Linked DNA regions of Arachis hypogaea: region 2 is linked to region 1. The links are chromatin contacts, called in public Hi-C maps. All regions are on one chromosome and are shown on one strand. Each heading gives the region's core, a stretch centred on a gene start, on an enhancer-like site or on the middle of the called end of the contact. The rest is flanking DNA. Distances are from core to core; before and after follow the strand shown. Region 1 holds the start of LOC112717331. Region 2 holds the start of LOC112715186 (inactive TPR repeat-containing thioredoxin TTL3).

Region 1 (6,464 bases), core at 3,461-5,960:
AATTATTTGACTGCATCTAACTTGCACCTATCTGATCGGAGTGGGTAATTATTTGACTCAGGGCGAGCGGATTTTGAGTTGAGCATATTTCTGTTTGTGGCGAGGCAACAGGGCGAAAACTTGTCCTTGTGCACCACGAATGTAAACTTCATTAAAGTATTTGTCACTGATGAATGAATTGCTGCATACACAAAGTGTGATTCAAACCTGCTACACTTAACCAGATAAGTGAATTGATCACTGGATCAATCCAAGTTGGTTGGTAGATCTATGCATTATTGAACAATTAAAAATAATTCAGTGCGAAAACTAGGCTGTATTTGTTTCCGAGAATATGACAAGATAAGACACTGAGAACAAGACATAAAGGACAAAGACACAAAATTTTGTGTTCTTATATCTTGTTTGGTGATAAACTAGAACAAATTATGAAAATCTAATTTATTCTCATTTTTTTCATTCAAAAAATTTGAGACTAAAAATATAATAATAAAAAATATAATTATAAAAAATTAACAAGAATAATGAAAGAAAAAATAAAAAATAAGTTGTGTCTATTGTTAGTGTCTCCGTGTCATTTCTGTTAGGATGGACATAAAATACACTAATTTAATGTTCTTGGACATATTATTTCTATCTATGTCTTTTTTGCTAAATATAATTTTGTGTCTCTGTGTCCTATTTTAGTGTCCTATCTCTGTAAACAAATGCAGCCTTAAGTACTTTGTGGACACACACTAACAAACGGTCTTAAGTCACTTAACGTATGGGCTCTAATTATGGGCCTAAGTTTAAAATTAGCCTCAACATAACAGGATTCACCATGGGAAGCCTATGGGCCACAAGCCTCAGAAAGTCTATGGGCCACGTCCCAAAAACTATCAAACCATGTTTGCTAATGAAACAAAGTAATGGGGTTAGTTGATTGCTGAATTAGTGAATTTGTCATCTCTTGTAAGAGAAAGTTATCTCTTTCATCCAACAACAAAACAAAGGTGCCATGTCCTTTTACCCTGAAAAATAAAGTAGGTTAGTCCTTCAAATTAAATTTCGTTTAGCCGGTTTAATTTTAAATGTTTATTTACTATTTAATTTCTTTTTAGTTTTTGTAAGCTTTTAATTTAAGCAAATTATGTTTGATTGTGTAAAGAGTAATACAAAGCAATAAATTATAATTAAAAATAAAAGAAATTTTAAACTGATTTTTTTAAATAAAAAAAGCAATAAAGAAAGAACGGACTAACCAAAGTAACCTATTTAAGTTGACAGATAGATTTTTGTTAAGAAATTTAGATTCATAAAATGAAATACAAACAAATTCTATCTATTTAACCTACAAATTTTAAACAAGCCGAATCTAAATGGGTTATAGTTATACTACTCAGTTTGGTGTCCCTAATGCAGAATTTTAAATGTATTTTGCATTCTCGTTAAATTTTGAAATATGTTTATACAATTAATATGTTATATACTCCGGAATCAAGACTCACTTGCTGCTATCTGTTTCCCGAATTCAATTCTTTCCCTGGTCAAATTGTCATTAACACGAGACACTGAGATAAAGATACAGAAATATAAAATTATATTTGACAGATGAGATATCGATAGAGATATTATATTCAACAAAATTAAATTAGTATATTTTATATTCATTCTAATAGGAAGGACACAGAAACACTAATAAAAGACACAGATTATTTTTTATTTTTTTATAATTCTTGCTAATTTTTTATAATTATATTTTTTATTATTATATTTTTTTCTCAAATTTTTTAGTGAAAAAAAAATAAAAATAAATTAAATTTTTATAATTTATTTTAATTTATTATCAAATAAAATATAAAAACACAAAATTTTATATTTCTATTTTTTGTGTCTTATTTTTAATATCTTATCTTATCCTATTCTCATAAACAAACATAACCTAATTTATTTTATATGTTTTGAGCTTTGCTTAACCACTATGTATAAGGATAGTGCTAAATCTAATCACCTGAAGTTTGCGGGTGGAAAATAACTAAATTGAAGTTACAGGTAAAGTAGTATTCCAATATTAATTATTCAAAGTAATTAGCAGCTGAACCAAATTAATTAGGCAAATAGGGAGTGTATAGACTTAACTAATTTATTGAAGAAAATAGCAGTAATTCTCGAGAATTTGACATGGAATGGAGTGTAATGTTTGTGTGCCTACATACACTCTTGTTTACCCGTATGATAGTGACCACAACTCTACAACAATCACTTCTAGAAAGCGACTTTTATCTAATTAGATGGTGAAATTCCTATAATAGCTTTGGCATGTGTAAGTGTTTTATGACCTTTATCTTTTCTTTTCTTTTCTTCCTTTCAAAATTTCCCCAATTGAACCATTACCGTTGAGATTTGTTGTTACTGTTAAGAGCATAGTCATTTCTTTCAACCTGATTGAAAGTCCCATAAAAAATAAGGATCTAGGTTAGGACTATTTAGAGTATAAATTTTAACTCTGTTCTTCTCAGAAAATCTATTATCAAAGCATTAATTTTTTTAATAAAATCTTTTTATATTAAAATTTTTAACAAAAAAAGTTTACAATGGAAATTAGATTTTTTTTGGATCAATAGATTGGACAACTCTTAATTTTAAGTATCCACACAAATTAGACAATTTTTAATCTTAAGTACACAACACACACTTATACACTCTTTATATATTTATCAAATTTTCTTCTCAATTATAATGAATAAAATTTGAACTTGAGACCTTTAAAGTGGGAAGAAAGAGATATACCATATGAATTAGTTAGATATTTCAAATGTTAAAAATTGTTCCTCCGTAAACCCATTTACATGACTAGAATATTTAGCCGAATAGGTCGTTGTACTCGAATGGATCTAAGCTTGGATTCCATGACTCGAGCCTGATTCGACTTCGAGAAAAAAGTAAATTTCTTTTTTCTACTTTGATTATTTGTATTATAGTCGTTAAAACTGAACTGGTAATTAAATCAATTAGGTTACCAATAACTAAGTTATTAATTTAATCGGTGGGTTACTGATTGACTTGTTTTATATAAATAAAAAATAAAAAATAATCAAAATTTTAAAATTAAAATTTAAAATATATATTTTTATTAATATTTTAGGAATATCTAATTATTCTAAAATAATTAAAATATAAACAATAAATATTTTGTTAATTTTACTCTATTAAAAATATTTTTATTTTGTTTTTATATTAAGATAATTGTTATTTTTAAATTTTATACTATTATATACTACAAATATTTATTAAAAAATAATATTAATAAATATTATATAATTATAAAAAAATAAATAAATTTATTTTTATTATTAAATAAAAATATAATTAATTTAAAAATAAATAAATTTATAATTAAAATTAAAATAAATTAAATAAAAATAAATTATTTGATGAAAGATATTTATATATATTATAATTTATATATATAATATTAAAAAACATAACTTCTTAGTGGTGAAGAAGGATATGTGTATTAGTGTTGCTGGTTTAGGAACAAATAAATTTTAAAATACGAAAAAAGTTTTATTAAAATTTTTATATAAAAATATATTTTTAAATAAGTTTCTATTCTACAAATATATTTGATCCAATACTAAAAAATACAGATATTATATCCTATCTAATAAAAATTATAGAAAATATTTTAAGTACATTAAAAATACTAATACACTAATTATTTTAACTGTTGATCTGAATTATAAAAAATATATATAATTGTTACGGCCTGGCCTAAAGAGAACTTGGGCCGACCCGACCCATTGACCACCCGACCTGAACGGTCGAATGATACACTCATATCCGGCCCAAGCACGCGTCCAGGACAGCTGGCCGTCACAGCTGTACAAGGAAACTTCGAGGAAGGTGGGTTCTGCCCTCGTGGGACCCACATCTGACATAGTATATAAGGGGAGGATCCTACCCCTCCCTCAAGGTACGTCACACATTTCACTTAACCTATTTCTCACCTGCACACTAACTGACTAGGGCGTCGGAGTGTCTTTGCATGTGACACCCCCTCTTTCCATAACAAGAGCTCGGCTACCCGGCAGATCCGATCCCAGCACAATCGCAAACGAAGCGTTCCCGCCTCCTCAAATCTCCACCCGAACCGTCCGGAAACCGTTCAACCGAACATTGGCGCCGTCTGTGGGGACGCCTAAATGGACGTCGTGCCGGGCATTGGAGACCAAGGCCGAGCAGCCGGCGCAGAAGGGGCAGCCTCTGTCGCCTCACCGAGAGGGCAACGAAGGTCCCCCCCGACAACACACTGAACCACGCACAGGAATGCGACCCTTCGGAGGAACTGGCGGTGACAGCGCCAGAATAATGCAAAAGCTACGCCATAGGGTCCAGAACCTGGAACGACAACTAGCCGATCAGGAACATGATCGACGAACCACCGATCCTAGCTACTCCCCGTCTCCTGAAAGCCGAGAGAGAGATTCCCACCGAAGTCGCCCCCGACACGCCTCCGCTTCCAGAACGGAAGCGAAAAGCACCCGAGAAGATTCGCCTATCCCGAGAAGACGAAACGACACAATCATCTACTCCCGGGGGCGAGATCGTGAAGATGGAGAAGGGAGGCCTGTGAGGACACGGCGACCCGTGATAATGGGCGCCACCCCGTTCCATTGATCCGTCCTCGAGGTCCGGTTGCCGAAGCACTTCGACAAACCAACAGACATGAGGTACGATGGAACCCAAGACCCTCTGGAACACCTCACGGCCTTCGAGGCTAGAATGAATCTGGAGGGAGTAGGAGACGAGGTGAGGTGCCGGGCCTTCCTGGTCACCCTGGCAGGACCTGCGATCCGATGGTTTAACGGCCTCCCGCAGGGATCCATCTATGGGTTTTCGGACATCTGCCGTGCCTTCTTAGCTCAATTCACAACACGAATAGCAAAGACAAAGCACCCGATCAACCTGCTCGGGATAACCCAAAGGTCCGGGGAGCCGACCAGAAAATACCTGGACCGGTTCAACGGCGAATGCTTAGAAATTGACGGCCTAACCGACTCGGTGGCCAGCTTCTGTCTGACGAACGGCCTCCTCAACGAGGACTTCCGAAAACACCTCACCACGAAACCGGTTTGGACGATGCACGAGATCCAAACGGTAGCTAAGGAATACATAAATGACAAGGAAGTCAGCCAGGTCATGGCTGCCAATAAACGACACTCCGGCTACAATCAACCTAGGCAACAAGGTAATGGAGAAAGACAGAAAGAGCAAGCCAGGGAGGGAGGGCCGAGCAAGGCATCCAGACCATTTCCCCGGATCAAAAAATTCACCAACTACACTCCATTCGCTCTTCCCATCATGAAAGTTTATCAGCAAATAGCCAGAAAGGAATCTTGTCAAAACCCCGACCACTTAAGGAACGTACGGGGGGAAACAAGAGCCTCTACTGTGACTACCACAAGGGCTATAGGCACCAAACACAAGACTGCTTTGACTTGAAGGATGCACTAGAGCAAGCGATAAGGGATGGTAAACTAATAGAATTCTCCCATCTTATAAGGGAGCCGAGGAGGCGACATCGCGACCAAGACGAGGAAGGCAAGACCCGGTCGGCAAAGCGGCGACAAGAGCCAGAAGACAAAGACCACGGTCTCACTGTGATAAACGTAGTAACTGCCAAAAATACCGCGCCAAGGTCGAGATCGGCGCACAAGAAAGACGCCAAGGTCCTGGCGGTCTCCTCCTCGCTGGTGCGAAGCTCTAAGAAGCCCCCATCTATCTCCTTCGGCCCGGAAGATCAATGGTTCGACGAGGCCCTTGAAAATCCACCCATGGTCATCACGGCCAGAGTGAGAACCGGCCTCGTCAAAAGAATCCTTGTCGACACGGGGGCAGACTCGAACATTATGTTCCGCAACGTGTTCGACGCACTAGGGTTAAGGGACGCCGACCTATCGACTCACCAGCATGGGATCATCGGGTTAGGAGACCACTTCATCAAGCCAGATGGAGTGATATCCCTACCGATTTCTGTGGGACAGGCCCAAGGCTGAAAATCGGCAATGGCTGAGTTCGTGGTTCTCCAAGATTCCACGGCCTACAACATCATCTTGGGGAGGAAGACGATTAACGATGTTGAAGCGATAATCAACACAAAGCTACTAGTCATGAAGTTTGTCACCGACGACGGATCTATAGGGTCCATAAGGGGAGATCTAGGAACGGCGGTCGCTTGCGACAACGCCAGCCTCTCCCTAAGGAAGAAATCTAAAGAGGAGTCGGGAGTGTTCCTGGCTAACCTAGACGCCAGGGTTGACGACAAGCCCAGACCAAAACCAGAGGGGGACCTGGAAAAGTTCAAGGTCGGTGACACGGAGAAAAAGTTCACGGTTGTCAATAGAAACCTTCCACATGAATTGAAAGAGCCTCTGGTAGAAATGATCAGGGCCAATGGGGATTTGTTCGCCTGGACACCG
Region 2 (6,865 bases), core at 1,970-4,469, 170 kb after region 1:
ACGTCATTCTCATTTTGAAATAGGTTTTGAAACCCTCACTATTTCCTGTGGCATTTTGCCTTTCTCCTTCATCATAATCAACGATTCAAGCAATTCGCTCAACTTGCCTTGCAAGGTGATCGAATTTCGATTCGTGATCAGCCATAATAAGACTCAGAATTGTGGTTATTTGCTGGGTCAATAAATTAAACAAATCATGATGACTTTCTTCTACATGTTGTCAAAATGTTGCTATTGAATTAGAAGCATTTGATGTAGAGCCCACATTATAATCTCTAGAAAACTCGAATCGTTGTTGTGAATTTTGAGCATTATTTACTCCATTTACACCCCCAAATCGGATCGGAGGAATAAAACCACTCACCGATAGAGTAAAACCAGAAGGAAGGCCATAAAGAGGCCAACCAGCAGTTACTTAAGGCTGAATTGGTGGTGGATTACCACGTGGACGAGTATTACGTTCGTTATTTCCAGCCTGCACATTTGTAACTGCGACACTTTCACTGATAACCACCCCTTCAGAATGTGAAGTAACGTCTGAAGGTTGTACAGTTATTGGTGCATTGTCATTAGTGGATGAACCACCATTCACATTCGATATTTCATCAGCTATGTGAACAATTCTTCAACTTCTTAATTGCATACACCAAGTAACACCAAAATCATTTGACACACTTCAATTTAAAACTATCCCATCGGGTGTGCCAATTTGTTTTGTCAATTTTTAGCAAATCAATGGTGGTTCGATTCTAATGGTCTGGGAGCAAAACCTACTCCTCTTTTTTGCGAGTACCAGTTTTTTAGAAGTGTATCAATGATCCTCGAATCAGACAAGATTTAAAAGGAAAGACTGAAAAAGGTGTTAAATAAAAATTTTGTAAGTAAAATAGACTGAAATCGAAATGGTTTGCATTAAATTTAAACAAAGATATAAAATACCTTCGACTGAATCAAAGGAATTTTGACATGGAAATTAAAAATGCTGGAAGGTAAATCTGACAAGAAAATTAAAGTTGCTCGAAAGATAAATTGAACATGAAAAGATAAAAAAACATGGAAGGAACCCTACAAAAAAGAAACTCGAATGCAGACTCAGAAATTTGCTAGGGATGTGAGTGTGTCTGAGTGTTTTCTGAAGCAAAGTTCCAACCCTTGTGACTTTGAGTCTTCTATTATTTATAAGCATTTCCTTAACTGATCAATTTTGAAATGAAACTCCCACGTGTGCGAAAACATGGATAACTGTTCCAACTCTTTTGCCTGATCACATAACAGTTACAGAATAACCTTCGATTTCAATAATCTTCGATCTTCTTTACTCGAGTAACTCCTCGATTTGTTGAGCTAATCAAACTCTTACTTAATGTCCCTAAATAGACCTCCTTCGATACAAACTTCTCTTTCGAAAACTTACTTATCAATTCAAACAATCTTTTCCTTCGAATTTATTTATTTTTGACTAACAATTATATAAGTATTTCCATTATAAAATGTAGACTTAAATTCACCATCAAAATATTTTGTTAATCAGTTGTCATCTTTTAAATATCATAGACCAATTTCATTCTTTTAAGCAATATCTCTTAAAAATATAATCTTTCAAATGCTATTTTATTTTTTATTAAAATTAAAATAATATTTTTTATATTTTAATAATAATTTTTTTAAATTAAGAAATATTGTTATATAATAAAAAATATTCTTTAGATTTTATCAAAATTTTTAAAATGCTGTAACGACTATAGTAACCATAGTATAAATACTATAGTATGCATTTTAAGAGTAGACATGTATATTAAAATAGTCTTTATTAAAATTTTAATTACACTATTAAGATTACTGAAATTGAATTCATATCACAGATATTATAGCAGTGTCTACGTTATGGATAGCAAAACTCTCCGAGATGTGGAAATCTCTACAGAGACTATTCTGAATGGGGATCTGACTGTGGAGAATTTTATTTGTGGGGATGGGGACGGGAGACAAAATTCCTCCAAGGCAGGCGCGAAAATTCAAGCGGGGATCCCCGTCCCGTCTCCGCTAATCTCCGAAATTCATAAATTTATTGAATTACCCTTAATAGTTGAATTATCCTAATTCTCATTTGGATAACCCTTCTTCAATTCAAAGATCCCTAACGCTGTCCATACTCCATCCAACCTCTCTGCAGCCACGCTCCCTTTTCACTGCATCATCACACCTCAACGCATCGTGCTCTCTATTTGCGGTGTTCATTTTCGTAACTCTGCTGTCATGTCCATTCTCCTCTCTGTTCTCCCGTCTCCCACCTTGTCCACTGTTCTGTCCTCTGGCTCGCCATTGCGTTCCCCCAATGCGTCATTTCGAAAGAAGTCACCATCTTGTTGTTTAGATTTTTTGTATAAAATCTTGTTTTTGTATAAGATGGATACTTGCAACTCTATTTATATGAAAATTAATAATTAGTTAGAATGATCAGATAGATGGGAAATGGGATCCCCGTGGATCATGGGGCTCTGTGAAAAATGAGGATGGAGAACAATATTTCCCTACGACGAGAAACGAAAACTGGGGCAGAAGCAAATCTGGAGGCGAGATGGGGAGCAGGGAGGCATCCCCGCCCCCGCCCCCCGCCCTGTTGACATCCTTAATTTATGTCCTTTTCTAGCAGTAAATTACCTATTAGAGTAATTATCTGGCACAACTATTATCCCCATGGAGACTAATTTTTTCATCTTCATACCCTAATTTAGTCCATATCTACATTTATAAATTATAATCATAAATTCATCAATTAATCTAAATTGGAATCTTATTTCATACATTTTTTTAACAAGAAATTAGTAGCCAAAATAATCAAATATTACACAATAAAATAATCAACTATGGTAATATCAAAATAATAAAAAATTATATTAGACATATATTAAAATTAACTATAAATATAAAATACATATTAGAATATAAATATCCATATATTAAAAATAAGTTAAATTTTTTTTATAAAAAATAAGAAATTCGAACCCGTAACCTTTTAATTGAATATAAGAAGATTATGCCATTTGAGCTATTACTCATTGGCTAAAAATATAAGTTAAATTACTTATATATTTATACACAATTATATAAATTAATTTTAATGACTAGTATTTTTTTATTTTTATATGGTGACCAATTAATCATTAATAATTGAGTTTTAGTGTCCATATAAAATAATCCTATAATATGTAACTACTGTGCTTATGATTTTGGCATGTTACAGCCATTGAGGTTACAACTTACAAGGAAACAAAACAGATAACAAACCTAATCATTTCCCATAATTTTCGACATCCTTCTTGTGAGTTGTAACCAAGACCGGGTCTAATGCTTTTCTTGTTCCGATGAAACTAACCTGAAAAAACAAAAATATTGAGAAGGAAATTGAAAGCCAGCTAGAGCAATGTATATACATCAATAAAATAACAGATTTTCGTTTCGTCGTTCTTTTCTTCCCTTTTCCCCATAAGTTTTCCTTTTGGAGATCATGCCATTTGGTTCTTTTTATCCATTTTTTTTAGATTAGAGAATTTATTAAAAAAAAAAATCATTCCCTTGCAGCCTTTCCAGGAGGAGGTTCTTTAGAAATTAGAATTATCTGCTGGAAATATTATTGGGCTTATAATCCTTAGCCATAAGGGTTCATTTCGATCTCTGGATTACTTTTGCATTCCAAGTGTTTGTTGTAATGTCTCAATTTGAAATGTTTCCCATTTCACTAGATTTATCAAGACAAGTTCACATAACATAGAATTTTCATTACTCTTGTTAAAAACACTAATGATCATCCATTATTATCCTCAATAGCCAAATCTGTATAGAAAAACATAAGTCTTAGAACACATTCAAGGAAAATTAGAGAGGGAAAAACAAAATGAGAGACACTTCACCAGAAAGCAGAGGTTGTGGTTTGCTATCATCATTGCTTCGCAGGCGCGGCTCATCTAGGAGCAAAACTGAAAGATATTCTGGTAATGACGATGCTCATAATCATGGGAAGCAACCATCAAAAGCCAAAGATTCAAAACGGCCCCGGAGTGATGTCTCTGATGATGCCCGAAGATCTGCTTCTTCTGCATCAAGCAATTCCAACACTCCCCAAAGGCAAAAGCATGTAGTTGTAAGTGTAAACCAAAACCACCAAAGGAAACAACAACAACATGATGAGGCAGCAGCAGCATCAATGGCAGTGTGTTCGTCATCTAGGTCGTCAAAGGTGTCACCTGTACAAGGATATGTCAATCAAGGAAGAAAGGTTCCAAAAGATGCCGTTGGAATATCCGGTGAGCTTGATAGCATGTTAAACGATTACCAGAAGCCGAAGGGAAGCAACAAGCTTGTTCGAGCTTCTAGCAATGTGATGATATATGGTAACTTAGGTAACCTTGGACAAGGAGGAGGAGGAACAAATTATCCTAGTTCAAACATTCCAATGGATAAAGTGGAAAATGGTGGTGGTAGTAACAATAATAGGAATAAAAAGGTTACTAGGAATAGTAAAGAAGAATCAGGTTCACTTTGTAGGGCTGTGTCTACTAGAATGGACCCTGAACAGTTGAAGATAATGGGGAATGAGGATTATAAGAATGGGAACTTTGCTGAGGCATTGGCTCTGTATGATGCAGCAATTGCAATTGATCCTAATAAGGCTGCTTATAGAAGCAATAAAAGTGCAGCATTAACAGCTCTTGGAAGGCTTTTGGAGGCTGTGTTTGAATGTAGAGAAGCCATTCGGATTGATCAGCATTACCAAAGAGCTCATCAACGATTGGGAAACTTGTACTTTAGGTAAGTATCCATGCAGCACTTTCCTTTCAGTAGAAAAAAGATTATGTTTCTCATATACATCTTCCAACATGCATCTCTAATTATTTTCCTTGTATATATGAGAGAGATTCTTAGGTATTTATAGAATAAGAGAAATTTCTTATTCTACTATATTCTCTTTTTGTTGCTTCAATAAAAATTGATTATTAAGGTGATAACAATAAACTATAAGAGATTTTTCAGCATCCCCCGCGATCTCATTGTCCCTCGTATTTCATTTACATACAATTTTAATGTATTGCTAATGTTGAAAAATGGTAAAAGGGTAGTTCTTCCATTTCAAATTAACTGTCAATTTAGACAAAGTAGCACATACGAAAATCAATGTATCAGGAGAATTTACATAGCAACAGCAGTTTCTGGCTTGGAGCAATAAGAATGTCTTTTACTTGTTATTCATAGTCTCATTGACTTTCTTTCAGACTAGGAGACCCAGAAAAGGCATTGTATCATTATAAACAAGCAGGACCAGAGGCTGATCCTGATGAGATTGCTAAAGTGAAGATTCTTCAGGTTCATCTAAACAAGTGCACGGAGGCTCGCAGGGTGGGTGATTGCAACACACTAATCACTGAAACTAACAAGGTTATATCATCTGGTGCAGATTCTGCTCAACAGGTGAGTAGTTTTAAATTATATACATTTATCATTGCATGTTCTAATATGACTATGCTAATTAAACATGTGCTAATATGACTATGGTCTTGCCTTACTGGAAGATATTTGCATTACAAGCAGAAGCACTCTTAAAGCTTCGTAGACATCAAGATGCAGAAAAAATAATGTCAAAGTGCCCGAAATTTGATGTTGATGAGTGTACTAGGTTCTTTGGACCTATATGCAATGCAAATTTGTTGGTGACACATGCCCAAGTCGATATAGCAGCTGGGAGGTTAGAATCCTTTTGGTTTCATTTTATTATTTGAACCTCGAAATTTATTAGGTAATCTGAATTCTGAACACTCAAATTGGCATTTGCTTTCTACAATTCAATTAAGTGTAGAGTGCCTATCAATCTCTTGAAGATAGGTCACAGATGAGTTAGGCAGGGTTAGTTTGTGAATTATAGCTAGTTAGCAGTTAATGATTTCTCCACTGTCTTCATGCTTGACTAATAATGCATATCCATTTTAAATTAATATTGTTTTAAAAAATTAGATAACTATAGTACCAATATATATTGTAAGGTCCATGGTAAGAATCTACTTACTAATACATGCTACCTATATGCAGATCTTCTTCTTTTTAAACCGAATACCTGCATAGAAGTGATCATACCATTGAAATTGCTAACTAAGAAGTTCTCAGTAAAAAATTCAGCAAAATTTGTTCATCACAATTAGTAGAAATCCCACCCATGATTTGTGCAAAATATGTATCTTTACATGAATCAAATTAATTTGTTATAGATTCGTACGATTAACCTTCAAACTATGTAGCAAGATTCTAAAGTGAAACCTATATCAACTCTGTAGATTTGAAGATGCTTTAGAAGCAGCACAGAAAGCAGTTAGTTTGGATCCCAATAATAGGGAGGCCAATATGGTTATGAGAAAGGCTCGAGATGTCAGCGCTGCTCGATCAAAGGGAAACGAGCTTTTCAAGGCATCAAGGTTCTCTGAGGCCTGTGCCGCATATGGAGAGGGACTTGAACGTGATCCATATAACTCTGTTTTACTATGCAACAGTGCTGCATGCAGATCAAAACTAGGCCAATATGAGAAAGCTGCGGAAGATTGCACTCTTGCACTTAACTTGCGCCCATCTTATGCCAAGGCTAGGTTGAGAAGAGCTGATTGCAATGCCAAGGTGAACAATCTAACCTACTTATTCTGTTTTGTTCATGTCAATGTCATGCAGCATACACTTAGGCTGCTTTCGAAGGTTGTCACGTGATAGAAATGAGCAAGTGTCCTTTCCGGTCTCCCATTTCTTCGAAGTCCCCTCTACAATCTATTCAGTTCCCAACCGTCCAAGTAACACATCTAAGCGGCTCTTGTCAACAATTGCATGTTGA

What was found. A called contact is a pair of places that touch in the nucleus more often than the background predicts.
Region 2: a Hi-C map of leaf shows a contact between it and region 1, with 2.3 times the contacts expected there. The contact joins the promoter of LOC112715186 here to the promoter of LOC112717331 in region 1. A contact is called at or near these places in 2 of 8 Hi-C or Micro-C datasets (both in leaf).

What each region holds. Positions count from the first base shown.
Region 1 is chr10:12,380,481-12,386,944 of arahy.Tifrunner.gnm2.J5K5, forward strand. It overlaps LOC112717331, which reads left to right and starts at 4,711. Exons shown (of 2, transcript XM_025769396.1): 1 at 4,711-5,233; 2 at 5,362-6,041. The coding sequence starts at 4,711. The coding sequence ends at 6,041.
Region 2 is chr10:12,553,860-12,560,724 of arahy.Tifrunner.gnm2.J5K5, forward strand. It overlaps LOC112715186 (inactive TPR repeat-containing thioredoxin TTL3), which reads left to right and starts at 3,220. Exons shown (of 5, transcript XM_025766954.3): 1 at 3,220-4,809; 2 at 5,271-5,466; 3 at 5,568-5,740; 4 at 6,324-6,657. The coding sequence starts at 3,896.